Linked DNA regions of Sus scrofa: all the other regions are linked to region 3. A link is a contact called in public Hi-C data. All regions are on one chromosome and are shown on one strand. Each heading gives the region's core, a stretch centred on a gene start, on an enhancer-like site or on the middle of the called end of the contact. The rest is flanking DNA. Distances are from core to core; before and after follow the strand shown.

Region 1 (2,700 bases), core at 44-2,543, 160 kb before region 3:
AAACACACAAGTACAGTTTACAGTGTCTACAGCTCTGTCAAGTCATCTCCTAGAAGATATGAGATGTCTCTGAAAGTGGGTCCCACACATCCAGTGTGGGTGCTGGGGAACAGCCTGGCTGGGCTACTGCAGGGGTTCCTAAGTCCAAAACAAACAGGTTTAGAGGGGAAGTTCCCACTTTAACACTTGTGTCAAGGATCATGAGTGATGAAGTCCAAGCCTCAATTTTATCTTTTTTTTTTTTCTCAATTTTATCTTTTAAGTGGGGATTTTTAAAAGAGTTTCCTTGTAGATAAGAAGGAGCATTTACATGATAATACAAATATATATAGCATATATGTAATATAAACATGCTATATAAATATATTTGTTATGTAATGGTAGATAACCAAATGCAACATTTCAGCACACCTGGCACTGGGCTGAATTTTTAAAATTTCTTTTTTGGGTGCACCCCCCCCCAACACACACACATGCAGAAATCCCTGGGCTGGAGGTCCAACTGTGCCCCAGGAGCTACCTGAGATTCTGCAGTGACAACAGGATTCTTAACCTACAGAGCCACAAGAGAACTCTGACTGAATTCTTTTTTCTGCTTTTTAGGGCCGCACTTGTGGCATATGGAGGTTCCTCCAGCTAAGGGTCAAATTGGAGCTGTGGCCCATGCCACAGCTACAATCACAGCAACTCCACTTCCCACCCGCGTCTGCAACCTACACCACAGCTCACAGCAGCGCCAGATCGTTATCACACTGAGCAAGGCCAGGGATGGAACCTGCATCCTCATGGATCCAGGTTGGGTTTGTTTCAGCTGAGCCACAACAGGAATTCGGAATGAATTATTTACATTTATCTCATATGTCTGACCGTGTGCCCCGTATCTTGTTTGGCGCTTAGTTATAGTTTTCATTCCAACATGGCTCTACCGTGTTCGTTATGAAGGCCAGAGAAGTCAGAAATAGTCTAGGTTGGCATAATAGCCTCGAGGCAAAGCCGGGATTGGAGCAGCACCCTGAGCTGTTGAGCCGGCTCCCTCTGGCGGGCTTCCAGGACACAGGCCCACCTCCCGCCCGGCCCCGCTTGGGCCTCAGGTCTTTCCGTAGTGCACAGCTCCTCCCCTTCGAACTCTACAGGATTCCACCTCCCGGCCGTCTTCTCTCAGCCAATAACCGTAGTGTCGGCATAACGAGAGGCGGGAATAGGGCGGGGCGATCATGAGATTGACAGTGCCCTCAGCCACGGGCATAGGGACTCTCCGAGATCGACAACAAGGTCATCCAACAAGCGTGAAGCTAGGGTCCGGCGTGAGCCAATGCGGTCGGGAGGAGGGGCTAAGCTGTGTGTAGAAGGGGCTTGGGGGATTGTCGCCGCTATCGCGGCTTTGGACGCGTGGAACCCCCTGCTGTAGTCTTCAAGTGTAGTGTTAGCTGCTGCCATGAGCTACACAGGTGAGCCTGGCAGGGTAGGGGTCGGGCTCCGGGTGGGGTGGGACAGGGGTGTGCCAGGGCCGGGCCAGGCTTGTCCGCGACTCCCCCGGGGCTTGGACACTACTCTTTCTGCGGTCACAAAATGGCGCCGTGGGCCCGTCGCCTCAGTTTCGCGCCCCTCTCGTCTCGGCGTCTCAGGTTCTCTGTCCTGGCAGCTTTGGGTCTCGGCTCCTGGCCTCCCTAAGTCTTGTCTTCTGTCATCTGTATCTGTGGTCCTCGGCCTCGGTTCCTGGTCAGGCCTCTTGGGCCCTCGACGTCTCAGGTTGCCCCTTCTCAGACTTCAGGCCTTCAGGTCAGTCTGCGGACTCAGCTGCTATTACCGTTACCATTACCATACTCTTCTCCCTTGCGTAGTTTCCACTGCCGGATGCCGCAGCTGCCGTCTTTGCCCCGGGGAGATGAATAAATAAATATTTGAAGGGTTTGGGCTGAGTGGGGAACCTTGGGTCCTTAGGGGCCGAGCCGGAGCTTTGTGAGGAATGGCACGCTTCCGTGTTGACTCATTCAGTATCTGTCAAATTCATCTCTCAGGTGCCGAATACACTCTGGAATAGTGACAAGAATTCCTCAAGTATTTTATAGAGGAGAGCAGGCCATAATCGGCAAACATAGTATATATTCTGGGGTGTTCAGTACTCTGAGACGGTTGATGTGTTACATAGGGTGGTTGGAGAGCTCTGAAGAGGTGACATTTTAGCAGAGACCCGAATGAAATGAGTGAGTTAAGGTATCTGGCCCAGGGGGCCCTCAGCATAAAGACCCAGTGTTAGGAACTGCCTGGCTTGTTAAAAGATCAGTCAGGGAAATCAGTGGGATTTGAGCAAAGGGGAGGGTGGATGATGAAATTAGAGAGGGTGCCATAGGATATGTTTGGGTGATTGCAAATCATCCCTGGGTGAACTCAGAAGATGCTTGGGTTTGCCTTGGAAATAACTGATGAGGCTTCTCAGCCAGAAGCTTCCTTGGTAATGGGGTTATTACAGGCTTGAGCATGTGTGGTTGCCAGGTAACCTGCATTCGACTTGGAATGTTTAGGACTGGGAATGGAATCTGAGCCTCTGGGGCTTCTCTATAGGCTGCTTTATGTACTGTCAGCCCTCCCTTTTCCAGGTTAGGAGCTTGGCGAGAAACCAAATTTCTTTCTTTTTTTTTTTTTTTTGTCTTTTTGCCTTTTCTTGATCCGCTCCCCCGACATATGGAGGTTCCCAGGCTA
Region 2 (2,736 bases), core at 48-2,547, 190 kb before region 3:
AGATGAGAGCATCTTTCTAGGGCTCCAAATTCCATACCAGCTCCCTCATGGTGGCGAGGACTTGGGTCTGGGAGGCAGACAAAGGAAGGATTGGGTATGTATGAAGATGGTTAAGCTCTGTGGGTGGTTGCTTAGAAAATGAGTGGGCATTTAAATCATGTGTGGGTGAGTGGGTGAGAGATAGGGTGGACAGCACAATAGGTAGATGGTTAATAGGTTAGCATTTGTTGGATGTTCACCCTTGTAGGTGAGTAGCTGAGTAGGTAGTTAGCTGGAATGGGTATGCCTGCCTGGAAAAGGACTGGATCATAATAGGAAATAAATATTTGAATTGAGTAAGCAGTTATATGTATTGTATGTACATTTTTTGAGGTTTCTTAAGGCTTGAGCTGGGCAGTAGGGAAACAATGATGAACTATAATGACTCTTGTCATCATGGAACTCTCTGGTGAAAGAGACAAACAAACATGCAATTGATGGATGGGTGTTTTGGTGACTAGGTGAAGGTATGTGTGTAGAGATGGGTGTTTGCTTGCTTGATTGTATGGATAAGTATTTAATTGGATAGTGAATGAATGAGTAGGTGGATGGTTACTTTAAGTGGGTGTTTGGATAGGTGGATGGATAGGTGGTTAGTTGACTGGATGGGTAGATGAGTGGTTGATCAACTGAATGTGTGAATGAATAGGTAGGGAGATGGATGAGTTAGACATGTGGATGGGTTTTGGGTAGAAGCATAAAGCCTATTATGTGTGCTTTGTGAGGTAGGCCTGGAGATTATGATCCTGGGAGGTGGTAGAAAAGGGGGCTTAGGTTTGGGGACCTAAGGCAGCTCTAGGGGCAGAGAAGTACTGCATAGCGGGGAAGGAAAGAATGAACTTGTGGTTGGAACTGGGAGAAGAGGACTGAAGGCTATTGACCATGTGGAGTCCTCAATGACCTAAAAACGACCCATGGGGGAACTTCTCTATCCCCTCTCCACTCTTCTGATTCTATTAACTGGGCTAGCATTGGAAAAACTAGTAGGGTGATGAAGAGCCACTGAGGGCATGAGCACAAGAGTGTTGTCATGGTAACAGCCTCTCCCTGGACTCTCAGGTCGCGCGGGCCCTTTAAGGGTGACCCTCCTGGCCACTCCCAACATGGCGGCGCGCCTGCTGGTTGCCCCCCCCCCAACCGGGGTGGCGCGGAGGGGGGGCGGGGAGGGGGGGGTCCCGGACCTCCCCATCATGGCGGCGTGGCGGGGCTGTCGCGCTGAGGTCACGGCGGCGCGCCGGGGGGGCGGGGCGGCGGGGGGAGCGATTTAAAGGGACAATGTCCCCCGAGCGGTGGAGGCGGCGGCGGCTGCGGAGGCCGCGGCACCGGCACCGCGAGCTGCAAGGGCGGTAGCGGCAGCGACGGCCGCACCAAAGAAGGGAGCTCCGAGCCCCGGCACCCAGCCGGCGGCACCGCCTCCCCGGTGAGGCCCGGCCCGGCCTGGGGAGCCCGCGGGCGGGGCGGAGCCGGCGCGGGGAGGGGGAGGCCCGGGCCGGGCCGGGCCAGGCGGGACCCCCCGGGGCGGGGGGCGGGGGGCGGGGGCGGGGCCTGTAGGGGCGGGGCCTTGTCGGGGGCGGGGCCGCACAGGTTGGGGGGAGGAGCGGGGGGTCGTGGGGCAGGTGTCCCCCTCCTACCTCGGCGCGTCCCGCGGGGTCTCCCGCCCCGAGGTGCACGGGCGGGGGGGCGCATCTTCCGGACCCTAGCGCCCCGAGGGGTGCGCTGGCGTGGCACCGCCACCACCTCTGCTACCCCGGGAGGGGGCGTCCAGAAAGGAGCCCCCCTCCCCACGCTGCCAAAGTGCTCCGAAGTTGCGGTCCCGCCGGTTCCCCGCGGGCAGTGCCCACCCGGTGGGAACCCGCAGGTGCCTCCTTGGGGCCGGGGCAGGGACCCCCACCACAACGGCCAGTCCACGGACAGGCCCCCAGGGAGCCCCCAGGTCCCCGAGGGCAGCGCCTGCTGCCAGGCCTGGAGCCCCGGCCCCGCCCCGGTTGCTTGGGATCGGCCTCCCCATCGTCTCCCTGGGGAGGGCGCCTCATTCCTGCCCTTCACTTTCTGCCGCCGTTACCTTGAAGGTATTTATAGGTGGAGAAGAAAGCCCCCACCCCCACAGCCTCCCCAGGGTCCTCATTTCTGGACCAGGAGCCCCATCCTTCCCTTTTGACGGCGGACTAGAGAGATCTTGGGAGGGTGGGATGGAGGAACCCAGGCTGAGTATGCATGAAGGGTAATGTTGGGGTGAAGTGAAGGGGTTAATGCTGGGGTCACTTGAGGCTTGCGTGAGGGTAAAGGGGTTAATGCTGGAGAACCCAAAGGTTCCGTGTGGGGAGGGGGCCTGGACTGTGGGAAAAGTGCAGGGGTAACTGATACAGGCAACTGAAGTAAGAAAAGAAAAGTGCAGGGGTAATGATGGGGGGACTTGAGACAGTGTATAGGATCAGAGTGTGGAAGTGGCCGGGATGCAAGCCGAAGCATGCACGCAGGATATGCATGTGCAAGGCAGTGGAGGCACAACTGGGGAAAGTATAGCTGTGTATGAATGACTGGAGGCACCTAGGAGAAGTAATAGGATTAATGCTGCAAGAAAACAAGGTAACTGAGTGTGCATGTTATAAAATGGGGTTAACTGAGGCAGCGCAGGATCTATGTAAGGCAGGAGTTATCGATGGGGAGGCTGAAGCATGCTGAGGTTGGGGGTCATCA
Region 3 (2,833 bases), core at 191-2,690:
GGTTTTTTTTGGGGGGGGTTGTGCAGTCCTCATTGCAAAAATAAACATTTGTACTGAATATAAAATCACTGTCCTGTGACTACTGCTGTCTTTTTCTTTAAGGGTAGAGCTGGGGGTGTAGGGGGAATGTGGGAATCAGTGTTCTATAGCAGAGGAAGAAGGGAGTTCCACACCCATAGACCTTGCAGCCAGATTAGAGTACTCAGGCAGGATACAGCATCATCAAGTGGCTGGACCATTGATTTGATGAAAATGTAAATGAAGCCAAAGCCACAATACAGCCTAATCATGCAAAATAGGTAAGTGGTAAGTGTGCAGGGCAAACACTTGTGCAGTATGAGCAGTGTAATCACAGGCACCTATTAAGCTCTGAAATGCATTGTTTACTGAGGCAGCACCACGTAAACCACTATTTCCCTTTAAGTAAGGACCCATGGGCTTAATTATGGTCCTAGGACAAGTATAATGTTTAGCAGTCTTGACAATACCAAGGTAAGGCTAACAGTGCTAAGTGTCAGGGAAAATGGGAAGTGATGAAAAATAGGTGAAGTGTTTAAAAGAAATATGAAAACTAAACATGGAAAATGCTTGTGCAGTGGTGGTGACAGTGATACAGTCAATGGATAATGCCCCAAATAGGTAAATCAGGAAGTAGCCACATAAGCACATTTAGAGGTAGCTAGGTAACCAACCCCCAGAAAAAAGCTAAAATCTTTCCAATGGCTGCCTCCAGGGGGAAGGAAAGGTGGAGCCCAAGACTGCTGCTTTTCTCAAGTTCTGATTGCTGTTGAACCAGCTATTAGGCTTTAGGCAAATGAATTTCAGGCTCGTGATCTATACCGTAATACAGGGAGGTGATAATACTACCTACACTAATGGTTGTTGTAAGGGTTAAATGATGAATGACCTTGAAATGTTCGGGATGTTGGGGGAAGTTTGCAAAACAGGAGGAAGAAGGTATCCTGCCAGACTTCTCGCCTGGCCCTACTCAGCTACCTCTTTGGCCAGAGTCCCAATGACAACCATCCCTGTTCTTCGGCGCTCAGGCATATATCCTTTAGAAGTCAGTCTCCCGCCTGCTGCCGCCACCCGCGGAGCCCCGGCGTCTACAACCGCAGATTGGTAAGTCAATGACCGCCTCTGTCCAATCACATCTGTGCAGGGGCGGGCCGACGGGTCCGCTGGACCAACTGGAGGCTATCGTGGGGTCGAGGCGGCTGAACCACCGTTGGAACCAGGGCTTGGAGAAGGTGCTGCAAGGAGGGAGGGTCGCGCGTTTCCGGGTGGGGAGCTCCAGAGAGGGCGACGGCAGGGTCTCCCAAGGCATGCTTTGGCCGTGGCGACACCCCACGCCACCCTCCCAACCCCAGTCATGGCACCGTCTGTCCCACACCTTCCGCTTCCGGACCCGCCTGACCCGCCATATTAGGTTCCGACCCCGCCCCTCCGTCTCATTGGCCCGTATGCAGGCCGATCCCCAGCTCATTGGTCCAGCCCTCGCACCCAAGCCATCCTGGCCCAGCCTCAGACCTTCTCGGCCCAACGTTAGGCCCCGCCTTCTTTCGGTTCCACCTTCGTCCGCACCCTCCTTAGCCACGCCCCAAGCCCTCGCAACGCTCCTAGGTAGGCCTAGTTGAGTTCACCTTTCCAGCCGGTAGGCGGTACCTACCCTGCACTGCCCCGCCCCTTTATCTCAGGCTCCGCCCATTTCACCCACGGTGCCCCCCTGTCTCTTGTTTGTGCAGGACCCTATCTCTCCCTCTCGACTTTTGACCCCCACCCACACACCCAACAGGGAGGCCTACTAGACCCCGCCCCCCTAAGCCCCGCCCAAGCATTTCTGATCCTGCCCACAGTCCTGGCCCCAAGCTTCCCTTCTCGCCAAGACTCCACCCCAACCACCCTAGGGCTGGTCCTCGCAGTTCCACCCCTGCACCTCGAGCCTCCTTGTTCCCCATCACCGTCGCGCTCAGGTGTTTACCTAGCACTTAGGTGAGTAGTGCGCGGTGACAGTTTCGGTCTGAGCTGCCAGCCTCTTCTCTCCGCGCTTTCCTCAAGCCCCGACAGCACGGAGGGACCCCAGACCAAAGGCGGTGGGCTCCGCAGCCCAGATCCCGCCTTGCCGCTGCAGCCAGTGCCCCTTGCCCAGACCCTAGACGGCCACGCAGTCGTGCCGGAACGCGGTGACATGCCCGAGCTGGTGGTGACGGCCCTGCTGGCGCCATCGCGCCTCACTCTGAAGCTGCTTCGCGCCTTCATGTGGAGCCTCGTGTTCTCCGCGGCCCTAGTGGCTGCAGCAGTTTACGGCTGCATCGCTCTCACTCATGTGTTGTGCCGGCCCCGACGCGGCTGCTGCGGCCGACCCCGGCGCACCCCACCCGCCTGCTTAAACGACCCCACGCTGGGCGAGCACTGCTTCCTGACTCTCAAGGTGAGTGCGTGGGGCGGCACCACCGGGGTTTCGAGGGTCAAGGAGCCAGGGAGGCGGGGCTGTCTAAGACCCGTGCGGGGTGGCAAATAGTTGAATCCAAATCTGGATCTGCGCATGCCTGGGGGGTGTGGGAAGTGAAGTGTTCCCACACTTCTTAGGGAAGAGGGGTTTCCCAAGTCGCATACTGTGCCCTTTCCCAGAGCTCAGGCGTGCACCTGCACTATGTCTCTGCTGGACGCGGCAATGGTCCCCTCATGCTGTTTCTGCATGGCTTCCCGGAGAACTGGTATGTCTGAGACCCAAAGGCCTGGAATGCACAGGGCTGGGGGAGGTGGAGCTTGGACCACCAGGGCAGCCAGGAGGCGCGGATAAGGGCTAGGTAGACTGGGGGCACAAAGTGTA

The links. Hi-C and Micro-C count contacts between places; a contact is called where the count stands out from the background.
Region 1: a Hi-C map of liver shows a contact between it and region 3, with 4 times the contacts expected there. The contact joins the promoter of AKAP8L here to the promoter of EPHX3 in region 3. A contact is called at or near these places in 3 of 5 promoter capture datasets (fetal liver and liver), 3 of 47 Hi-C or Micro-C datasets (heart right ventricle, liver and skeletal muscle) and 2 of 2 datasets of contacts at active chromatin or transcription factors (alveolar macrophages and skeletal muscle).
Region 2: a contact with region 3 is called in a Hi-C map of liver, with 2.2 times the contacts expected there. The contact joins the promoter of WIZ here to the promoter of EPHX3 in region 3. A contact is called at or near these places in 2 of 47 Hi-C or Micro-C datasets (heart right ventricle and liver) and 2 of 2 datasets of contacts at active chromatin or transcription factors (alveolar macrophages and skeletal muscle).

What each region holds. Positions count from the first base shown.
Region 1 is chr2:62,183,442-62,186,141 of Sscrofa11.1, forward strand. It overlaps AKAP8L (A-kinase anchor protein 8-like), which reads left to right and starts at 1,294. Exons shown (of 24, transcript XM_005652898.3): 1 at 1,294-1,448. The coding sequence starts at 1,436.
Region 2 is chr2:62,154,098-62,156,833 of Sscrofa11.1, forward strand. WIZ (protein Wiz) reads left to right here and starts at 1,298. Exons shown (of 9, transcript XM_021083626.1): 1 at 1,298-1,459.
Region 3 is chr2:62,347,091-62,349,923 of Sscrofa11.1, forward strand. EPHX3 (epoxide hydrolase 3) reads left to right here and starts at 1,441. Exons shown (of 8, transcript XM_005652901.3): 1 at 1,441-1,992; 2 at 2,150-2,431; 3 at 2,632-2,717. The coding sequence starts at 2,189.